Linked DNA regions of Anas platyrhynchos: region 2 is linked to region 1. A link is a contact called in public Hi-C data. All regions are on one chromosome and are shown on one strand. The core of a region is the stretch at or near the end of the contact, and the rest is flanking DNA. Distances in the headings are between cores, read along the strand shown.

Region 1 (5,649 bases), core at 990-3,489:
GAAATAGAAAATTGTATACCTGAACAAATGTCTGGTAACTCTGTGAGTTCTTGGCAGGTAATTTTTAAAGACCCCAGACCTTATCTAGTGAGGGAGATTGTAATCCAAAGCTCAAAACATTCTGGTGCTTTAGAATATACCACTGAAGAGTGAGTTTACAGCAACATCAGAAATGCTGAGTGCCTTTGAATTTTCCAGATACTCAAATATTTTTTAAACAACACAGCAGAAGTACAAATGCAGATTATGTTGTAACAACAAAAAGTTTGACCTTAACCTTTTTTTATGTGCAAATTTTTGTATCTGTACACAATTCATTATACTAATTAGAGTTGCTGTTAAATTTGTGTTCGATTCCATCCTGTTCGTGAACAACCTTTACGGATCTGGCTATATGAATGGGATCACTTAAAAATCTCCTGCCAGATATAGTAGCTCACATTCTCTGAGACAGCATTTACTGCACCAAAGTTTATGCTTTTAGGATTCAATTTAATGGATACATTCAGAAATATATCTATTTAACTAAAGGTAACAAAATCAATCGGACTCAGCAAAACAGCACTGGTCCCAGGACAGACCCCTGAGGGACACCGCTCGTCCCTGGCCTCCGCCTGGACATGGAGCCATTGACCGCAACTCTCTGGGTGCAGCCTTCAGGCCAATTCCTTATCCACTGAATGGGCCACCCGTCAAATCCATCTCTCTCCAATTTGGAGACCAGGATGTCATGTGGGACTGTGTCAAAGGCCTTACAGAAGTGCAGGCAGATGACATTGGTCGGTCTTCCCTTGTCAGCTGATGCAGTCACTCCATCATCATTAGAGGGCCACCAGACTGGTCGGGCACAATTTGCCCTTGGTGAAGCCGTGCGGGCTGTCTCGGATCACCTTTGTCCTGCATGTGCCTTGACATTGCTTCCAGGAGGATCTGCTCCATGAGCTTTCCAGGTACAGAGGTGAGGCTCACCGGTAGGTAGTTCCCTAAATCCTCCATGTTATCCTTTCAAAAATGGGAGTGATATTTCTCTTTTCCAGTCACCACATGGCCTGACTGCCAGGACTTTTCAGATATGACAGGGAGAGGCTTGGCAGCAGAATACCTGCTGCACTGCAAGTGATGGCAATGGCTTTACTAAAGGCTTTAGGATGTGGTCTCTGTGGTCTCTACGGTTTCAGCCCCTAATGTTGGTCAAGGTGGGTGTGGCTGGTGTTAGACATTGATGTTTGTAGATTTTGAGAAGGCTTTTTCCACACTGAGAAGGGTGGTAGACCCAAAAGAAAGGGCAGTTTACAAACATGCCACTCTGTATCTTAATGCACCTTGCACTCCTAATTAATTCAAGCTGTTTCCAATATGCAGCATGTTTAAGGCAGGAAAAATGTGACTGTGGAGATTTCCTTCAGATTTGATGTTTAGTAAATGCCGAGGGTGGTTCTTCATGAGTGTACTTCATCTTATTCAGGGGAGAAATGTTAGCAGCAGTATTTGATTAAAAAAAAAAAAGAGAGAGGTTTCCTTAACAGACTTGGTTCTTCACAATATGGAAAGATAATTTCAGTCAGGAATGATGCTGTTGAAGATCTAATTTTCATGCTTCATACAGCCTATTTCAAGTCAATACAGCAGCATGCACTGGAAAGCTTTTTTTTTTTTTTTTTTTTTTTTTAAAGAATGAAGCCTATCAATGCTGTTACTGGTGCTTATGAAAAGCTTTTGTCTGGAAGTTACTTGAGGGATTTAAGCACTTTGTTCCCTTTGCAGTGAAGGAGGAGTATGGCCAGGCTTACCAGGAGATACTCAGAAATTCTTCTAAAAAGCAGTCTCTAGAGGGCAATGCTATGATGTGCTGAAATAGGTTTAATCATATTAGGAACCAAGAAATGTGTCAGCTGATAACGTAAAACTTTTGTTCTGTGACAATGCAAAACAAAGTTGTAGGAAATTCAGTGTGAAATGTACTTCTTACAGCTATCGTTTGCTTAAGCTTGCTTGACTGCCCTGGAGAAGTTAATACAAAATTTAGCTCCTGCAAAACAGCATGAGGTCAGGAAAATACCCTTGTGAGATTATACTGACCTCTCTCAAAACTATGACACCGTTTTACTAAATTTTCTTTAGCAATAAACCTGTGGGAGTTCAGTATATGAACTTAAATCTGAGCTGGTTTAGGCAGTGACACTCGTGCACCCTAAAACATCGGAGTATTTCTCCCACAAGGGGTCAGTAGCACCCTCCGTTTGGGACAAGTTTTTTTTTTTTTTTTTTTCCAATATAAGCGCAGAGCAAACAAGGGATAAGGATAATGATGATTGCATTAATATGTGGGTGGACCAGACCTCACTTGTCCCCTTCTTCAAGCAGGCTAAGTATAATTAGCTTATTTGCTGACTGCAGTAAGCACCATATTCTATCCTCTGACTCTCATGTGACATGAACATTGCTACTATTGATTAGGGCAAAGTTCCAATGGAGTGTTTACCTTTAGCTCTAGTTGAAAGTACTCATTTAGTCTAGCTTTTTTTCCTTTTTTTTTTTTTTTTTTTTTTTTTTTCCTTTTCAAAAGCATGCAGTTGGGGCAGATAAACTCTAGGAGAGCTTGTCCAGTTTGCAGGGAAAAAAAAAAATTCTTGCATGAGTGTCCCACATATTCTTCATGATAACCACAGTCTCCCTAGATGGCTGGAGTTGATTAATATTTTCCACCCAGTTGTAGCACAGCTCATGGTTAAATATGCTTTGAACCCTATCAGTCTGCTCAGTGGAAGGAATGTCCAAGTTCTTAAGTCTTCCCAGAGCATGCAAGCAGCTTGGAGACACAAATTTCAAGTAACTCAGTATCTTTCTACCAAGAAGCTGAACAGACCAGACAGCTATTCCCTAGACAAAATTTTCCAATCCTTTTACCAAAGTTGTGTTTCACAAATAGGAACCTAACTACGATCAATGTCTCTCAGGTTGGCACAGTTTCTCACTTGCACTTGGTGAAGTAACAAGGGACTTTCCTTACCTTGGTGTTTGTAACTCTTGTTCTTCTCTGTTTTCTGTCTCTTAGGGTTTTTGCATTTCATGTCTGCACTGATTCTGTCTCCCACTGCTCAAGTCCTCCACTTTGATTATTTCTGTAAGCCTGTTTCTGATAGCAGAACCGTGTCCCATCCTTCTCAGTGCAGTTCTTTCCGAGACCCTTTAAAATTAATCTCCATTACACTGAGGTTAGCACAGTGCCTTGGCATTAGTACGGAAGGACCCTATCCTTGTGTTTGACTCCACTCTTAATTGCATATACAGACAGGAGGAATTCCTGAATTCAGTCTTAGCAAAAATTCACGTTACGTTATCAATAACCCTTGTTTCTTCATACTGGCAGTATAAGAAAGAGCTTGTGGCTGCCACCTGAGGAAAGGGAATGGGTGCTGCTTTTGTCAAAACTGTTCTCACCCATATGAAGAAAACAGAGAACAAGTCACTGATTCAGGTGTAACCCCCTCCCCCCCCCCTTTTTTTTCCCTATAGGCTGCCTCAAATTTCCATTGTTACCTTATCTCAGAATCAGTTTTTGGTGACACCCTAAGGTACTTCCCAGAGTAACTCATTCAGGACAGAAGCTACTGTCTCTTAGTCCTGTGTCTTTTGCCCACTTAAGTTGACCAGAAGTCATCTGCTCATGACAGTGGGATCCCTTGTATGAGCATGGGTTGCCTGCAAAAAGAAGGGTTCTGTTATTGGGCTTTTTGCTGCCTCCATGGAGTAGCATGAAAACATTCAGCCTCTTTGAATAAGAGTAAATCTGAAACCACATGCCAAATAATACTTTCCTACTAAGCTTTCATAATCCTTACTGTTTATGTGATCATACGGTGACTTGTGATACTCTGTATGAAAGCTATATAAAATAACCAGCAGTTATACCGCATGTAGTTCCCAAAGGACATGTTATATGGTTTGTTGGCTTTGAAACACAATGCTGTCATTCTTCCTCTCTTCTTCCTCCTTCATGGTGAGACCTGTAAATAAAGACTACTTCAGATCTATGTAGGCAAGGCTGATTTTCTGAACACAAAGGGCTTAGTTAAGCTGTTTCTAGTATAGCCTTACAATTCAAAACATCGAGCCCAAGGTTTAATTGCATTTCTCTGATCTATAGCACAGGGCACTTAAGTCACTTAATTCATAATCATAGAATCACAGAATTGCCTAGGTTGGAAGAGACCTCAAGATCATCGAGTCCAACCTCTGACCTAACACTAACAAGTCCTCCACTAAACCAGATCGCTAAGTTCAACATCTAAATGTCTTTTAAAGACCTCCAGGGATGGTGACTCCACCACTTCCCTGGGCAGCCCATTCTAATGCCTCACAACCCTGTTCTTGGTTTTTCATCAGGTGATTCTTATTCTGTATAAGGCTGAAGGAACCTTCATGTAACTCTTGTTCTCTGAAACTGTGTTCTCCCACTACATACGGAGGATGTAAAGTCTGAAAGCCCTTTATGCACTTTTGATGGCGCAGGAAAGTGTGTTAGGACAAAGGCAGTGGGGAATCTAAAACTATACTCCAGCCATAGGCCTAAGTCTAAGGAATCTGCGAGATGAGAAACTCAAATGGCAAATTTGATTGTAAAGCTCTTGAGGAATTTTAATGTGTTCAGTTTGGACTCCTGAGAGCTTGTATCATGGACACATTGAGTCCTGCTATAACCCTGTCATCTCCTTTGTCTTGCATGCCCTGCTATTCCTCACAGGCCCTTCCACACCAGTTCTACCCGTTGTGATATGTCCTGGACTAACACTGGAACTAGAACATGGGAAGAAGGAAGGTGTGCAAGTTGCAAGCCAGTCCTTGTAGATTTACTGTGCTGCCTCATACAATTATTTCCCATGACACACACACCAGGATGTAATGAGGAAAATGATGTTGGATTAGATTTACTGTGAACAGTGGGTGCCTGCAAATAGGCAGTGGTGTAAAAAGCTACTGCAGGTCAACTACTGAGTAATTACCTGCATGAGGTGCTTGCCCTGCAGCAGGCAGGGGCAAAGTGTTACAACCAAGTAGAGTTGAGTGGGCCAAGCCCTCGAGGCATTTAGATGTCCTGAGCTGACATTGCTTCATCAGTAAGTAGCATGTAAATGAGTTAGATAAGAAAAACGTATCTTCAGGAGCAAGACTGGGACACCAGACATTTAATTTTAGACTTCATCTGCTGTGCTGAGTCAAACTGTGACACCCAGATTTGGCAGGCCACTCTTCCTTATCTGTTCCCCACTACCAGCCTACCTATCCCTGCAACGTCCTTCCACAGGGTGTGAGGATGCACTCGTGGGTCTACAGGACAGCTAGTGGTATCCTGCGTAACTTTCCAGGACAAGGAGAGGACTTTATTCTCTAATGTTTTTGATTTGGCATGGTCTTTTTCTTTCTGTTCATCTTCAGTTATCAAATAGGACTGCCTTACTTTTACAGATGATATGGAAGTTTGAGAGAAAATCAATGTAGGTATTACAGTTGTGCCTGGAATTCTTGGATTTATCCCATCATTTCCCACAAAATTAGCCCTGACCTTTTTACCAGATACAGGTATTCAACCATTAAGCTAAACAGCTTGAATGCTTTTAAGGTTATTCATAGTGGTGGCCTGCAGCTGCC
Region 2 (5,649 bases), core at 915-3,414, 240 kb after region 1:
CACATTCAACTCCCTCTGACTTTCTCGCCATTGGCATATGATACTAAGCAACCTATTTCCAGGTGAGGACCCAGTCTCAGCCATAACAAGAAGAGAATGCAGGACACAGCCTACATTCAGTTCTCCACTCAGAAATAAGGCCCAGTCCCTTGTCGTGACTCCCCCTAACCCAAATCTCCTGGTGAGTCATTTTCTTTCCCTTGCTGAAAATACTCGTCTAAGTTGCACTTGAGTCACTGGATTCATTCTGTTCTGATGACTTACACATTTCAGAGAGGATGCTGCTCCAAAAATAATAGGACAGATTCCTCCTCTAATATTTGCAATCCTGCATGCTATTTCCCCAGTTTAAACAGAGGAGCAGTAAAAATGTGTTCATCCTGTACTTTCCCCACAAAGCAGATTATACTGACCACTGCTGGAGGCCTCCTGGGCTGAGGGCATACCGCATTTACCATGGAAAGACTTTTCTCCATCCCTCTGACACTACATTCTTCCTCATCCATGTTGCAACCATGGAAGACTACATCTTACTCTTGTTTTTAAAACTCTAGGGAAAAAAAAAAAAAAAAAAAAAAAAAAGGAAAAAGAAAAAAAGAAAGAAAAAATATAACCTTCCTTTAGCTATTTCCATTTGCTGAGGAAAAGGGCTGAATATACCCACATTTGGAAAATGAAAGCTGAGCATCTCGTTAAATTCATAGTTCCCTCAGACGAGTGGGGTCCGTGGCTGCAGACTGCACGGAGCCTAAAGGCCAGCTGTGTACAAAAGGGCACAGCCAGTTCCTGTATGTGCTCCATAACAACATGACACATCTCAGGGCTTTTGGACAAAGGGATGTATTTTTTATGTGAAATTGTTCCTTAGCTGTATATTTCTTTGTCTTCTGCCCATGGGAATAATGACACCAGGCCAAGAATGAAAGACTCCTTTAAGTGTCTCCATGCACATTGGTTTGCCATTCATATTTCTTCCCAACTCGGGAGGCTGACAGGTTGAGGCAATACTAAAAGCTCCTTGGTAATGAAGAAGGGTACCTGAAATCCAAACGTTTCTAAACACACGCTCACTGTACTGAGAACAACTCTTTCTAAAACAGGTAAATTATACTTTGGTAATGCCTCCCTATTCTATAAACTGAATTGATAAGATTCAAGCTAACATTTCATCTTGACATTACTAATACATGTTTGCGAGCATTCAGTTTACACTTTCAATACAGTCTGTCAGATTAGATCTGTATACCTGCTACTGAATAACAAGGGTACTATTGATTTTTCGTTATTTTCAAGTATTTGTTTTCTTGAGTTGAGCACATTCTATTTATTTTGGCACAGGTAGCAGAGAAACCAAGGCAAGAGACTTAACCTCTTTTTGGAAAGATTTAAGACTTGACAAGCACCAGAGCTTCGTGGAACTGCTTGTTCCCATGGTGGTCTGTGACACAGTATTGTCCTCTTTATGACTTTAGTCAGTGTTTGTTCCCTTAATTTTCTGCCTGAGTCTGCTGCGGATATGGGATTGTGCAGGGTATGTAATGACAGTTTTCTCCTGGAGGGACTTGAAAAGTATCTGAAGCATGGATTTCTTTTTCCCCCGTGGCTCAATTTGGAGGCTCTGTCAGGTACCTATCAGGCACCTCCATGCAGAGTGATATACCACTTTGCACTGCAAATGCACACACTTTAAAGCATGGAAGCAATTTGCAAAATTATTTACCTATGCCTGTTGCCATATGGATTTAAAAAAAAAAAAATCCCCAAATCAAACCAAAGATCAACAACCCAAATCTGGCTGTTGCTTTCTGGGTAAAAGTCACACTATGACAAAGACATATTTTCTGGCAATAAGTAGCAATGCAGTGCAGTTGTTTTCTGGCTGATGGGGCTCGCAGTGCCCAGGTGCAGTGGGCACTCCACGAAGGCCAAGGCAGCCCAGTGTCCCATGTATAACCATTTAACTGCAATACTGCCCCTGGACATAGCTATAGATGCTACTGGCAATTCTGTGCATATTGTATATTCAGAGAGTAATGTAAACCCAGAACGCAGTGTGTGTATGTATAGAGATAAATATATTTGCAAAGTCTTCACTACACAGCCCGTTTGCAGTGTTGGTGCGCTTGTGGAGTGATGTGCTCCTATACTGGCACCTAGTGGGGAGCATGCAGGAGGTGGCTGAGTAAAGAGGCCAGGATTCACAGACACACATGCATTCAGCCCATGAAATACCTGGAATACTTTTTTTTTTTCTTTTTTTTTTTTTTCTTTTTTTTTTTCCTGGTTATTTGAAAGTCCTTCCGGCTTAGTGCAATTTTCACTGTTTTCATTTCGGTGTCTCTTGCAGCCTGCCCCCTCCATCTTGTCCTCCACCCTCTCTCACCAGAAGGCCTCAGGGCAAGCCTCTGCTGCTTGCCTGCTCCAGCTGGCATCCCTACCTGTGGTCCCCTCCTTCCTGGCCTTCCTCTTGGATCCCTCTGTAGCAGTTTTTCCTCCTTCAGTTCTGCCTGCCTTGACCTGGGCCTGGCAGGCCTCTCAGAAAAGCAAATGACCACTGGCGTTGCTTCCTGCCTCACGACACACGCTCCCGCTTTGGCCTCGGAGGAAAGGACTGCCTCTTACCCAGCGAAGGACTTCCTCCACCCATTCCCATCACCCGCAGGAACTTTGTGTCCCACCATTGTCCCTTTTTAGCTGAAACAGCAAAAGGCTCAACCTACAACTTCTCCCAAAGTCCACCCTGCGTCATTAGAGTGTTTAAAAGGAAGTACCAAGAAGACGTGATGTTCTTGCCAAAAAGCATTTATCTTCTTCTTACCATCTATATAAAAAGGACAACTCTCCCAAGGAGCCTCCAAGACTGGCCTCAAATACTGCAAAGCCAAATTAGACCTCCTGGGCATCCCAGTTATACCAGTATGTCCTTGCTGATAACAGTGAGCTGAATTACTGCTGGGGTTTGTTTCTGTTGCTAGAGCCCCAGCACATTCCACAGCTGTTGAAGATGTTGCAAGGACACATTTTCAGTGCCAACCTGAGCACGGTCAGCTGCTGCCAGACAGGAACTTGATGATGGGCAGTTCAGGTGAACTGGCAGTCTTAATGAGAGGTAGAAGCTCCCCATTACTGCTGGTTGTAGGACAGCCAGACCTTGTGCTTCCTGCGTGGGGCAATGGCGTACTGCAATTTTGCTGCTAAAGTCAATGAGTGGCACCAGAAAGACCTGCTGGGTCCCTAACGTTACTTCTTGTTTCCTACACTCCTCTTACTCACACACTGACCACGTCCAGCCAGCTCAGCGAGAGGGTGCAGTCTTCCCTTTGGTTGAGACATTCATTTCCCATTGTGGATGAAGGCCATGCTTCCATCCTGAAGGGAAGTTACTGTGGGTGAAATTGTTAAACAGCCCTCCATCCTGTATGGTCTGTGACCGTGATTTACAGCCCGTTTTTAGTTACGCACCAATTCGGCTGAATTTCTCTCGAACAGTTGATCTGAATGCTAAACCTATTCAAGGCTAGCGGCATTTCTGTGATTCATCCAACACAAGGAAACACTGAAAATTTATTAGGATGTTTTTACAGTCCCGGAAATTGCTATGTGGCTCTATTGCTAACAAAAGAACAGAAATGGCTCACAATATTATTGCACCTTTTCATACACATTAGGTGGTATAGGCCTTTGTCGTTTATTCAGTTTTTAAGTCAAACTCTCTTCTGGGCTGAGATTCTGTAAGGTTTCCAGTTCTTGCGATTTTATCACAAGCTTCACTAACATTTGGTGCTTTCCTTAAAGCTCTGGTTCTTGCAATGTCTTGATTTGACCATGTGAGAATTTCAGCTCTATAACGAAATAAAAACCAATAATTCTATCCCCTGAGACTGTAGAGAACAGTAACAAAACAATAACTGAAATCTGTTTGCATGCTAGATGGCAAGGAAAACCTAGATCTTTTGTTTGATTTCAGCAAATTTTTATGTCACTCCTCTGATTTTGGCTTATGATTTCTGAATTTCTATGTGCTGGTGAGGACGTTATCTGGAAGAGAAGGGAGGGGGACATGAAACTATGCATACTCTGTCCCTCTGTTTGTAATAGCCTTGATTTAGCTTAGCATACCAGCTGAAATCAGGTGCTGGTTGGCAAGTTTAACTCATTTTTTTCCTTTCAGACTTACTGCTTGCCAGCCTACAGAGGCAGGCAGCAGCTGAACCCTCACCACAACACATAAAACAGGGTTCCTCTGCCCAGATTGTCATCAGAGTGCCCATAGCTAAATTACAAGAAGTCTTGGCATTAAGGTAGAATTTTCAACTACTGGGGAACATTTTCATTATTCAGAAAATTTTTATTATTGGGAAAAGAAGGGGCTGAATCATTTATGCACATGGCTGCGTCCACACCATGCACTGGGCAGGCAGGCTGTACTTTCTGTGTTCATCTGTGGTGATGTATCATCACATCTCGCCATGAATTTGCTCTCTGTCCCAGCAGTGCATACAGCTAGAGAGGAGGACGAAAAGCAGCCTTAGTAGCCTCAGCAGGGAATTACGTCATTTATAACACTGAGTCAAGCAAGTGCTCAGGAGAAAGGTGCAAACCACATGTCAGTTCTGGGAAGGGCATCCTTTCTGATGACTGGTCTCTTTCCAGAATACTCACAGCAGTGCTATGAGTGCCAGCAGTGCATTTGTTAAAGCCAAACAATTCTTCTGAGTGTTGCATAGTAGGACCCAGCCCCGGCACACAGAACTTGCTGTAACTTAATGCAAAATATATCAAATTGCTCTTACGCAAAGGGAGGTAGCCGCAGAAATAACAGCAGCAGGGTAACACGTCAACTTGTTATGTGCTGGGCTTTATGGCTGTGAATCCTTCAGGCTGGGATTTTCAAATAGTAGTAGGGTAGTCAGACTTACAGAGGGGTGGATGAGAAATAAAAGACGTTGCACTTTTTTTTTACTTTTTTTTTTTTTTTTTAAGCTTTTTTAGCACTTATAGGGTATCTATAACCTTCTGAACCCTCTGCTCACTTCAGTGAGTGCTTAGCCCAGCAGGGAGTCACGTTATGTCCTGTTTTTAAGGCATGATAGTTTCAAAATAGGTTAAAATTTTCTTAGTTGCTGATAGAGACCACAGTCAAACAAAAAGACTGATGGATAGGAACTCAAAGAAAAGACTGGCCTTTAGGAATACCAAACATACTTGTTCACACAGTGTTCAGTTATGAAGATTTTATTATGTACCAATTTGAGTTTATATGTACCAAATGTTTGTGAGTCAGCGGAACAAGCAGGGCTGCCCTGTTCCAGTAGATCTTTTTTCTGCCCTTATGATGGATTTTTAATTTTATTTCATTTTATTTGATTTTATTTTATGTTATTTTATTTTATATTATTTTATTTTACAAATAAAGAATCATCAATAACCATGACAGGGCTCCCACAGTGAATGGACATCCCAGCATGCCATGGATGCTGTCTCTGCAGACCAGCATTTCCACAGGCTTGAGGGAAGTCATAAACTACTTAGGAGGAATAGGATTCACAAAGCTGTCCTGGACAGCTTTACTGTTCTTTGTGAACAGGTCCTGGAGAGTGGCTAGCAGCACAAGAGCCCAGCAATGAAAGGCAGCAGCAGAGCACCTTG

The links. A called contact is a pair of places that touch in the nucleus more often than the background predicts.
Region 2: a Hi-C map of subcutaneous adipose tissue shows a contact between it and region 1, with 4 times the contacts expected there. The contact joins two enhancer-like sites. A contact is called at or near these places in 4 of 8 Hi-C or Micro-C datasets (liver, skeletal muscle, small yellow follicle and 1 more).

The regions. Positions count from the first base shown.
Region 1 is chr2:54,527,797-54,533,445 of IASCAAS_PekinDuck_T2T, forward strand. No RefSeq gene overlaps it. Among named protein-coding and RNA genes, the nearest start is that of MIB1, 78 kb to the left of the region's middle. Within about 2 kb of position 2,240, at least 1 of the 8 cell types and tissues checked has an H3K27ac peak or open chromatin away from gene starts, as enhancers often do.
Region 2 is chr2:54,766,622-54,772,270 of IASCAAS_PekinDuck_T2T, forward strand. No RefSeq gene overlaps it. Among named protein-coding and RNA genes, the nearest start is that of RBBP8, 40 kb to the right of the region's middle. Within about 2 kb of position 2,165, at least 3 of the 8 cell types and tissues checked have an H3K27ac peak or open chromatin away from gene starts, as enhancers often do.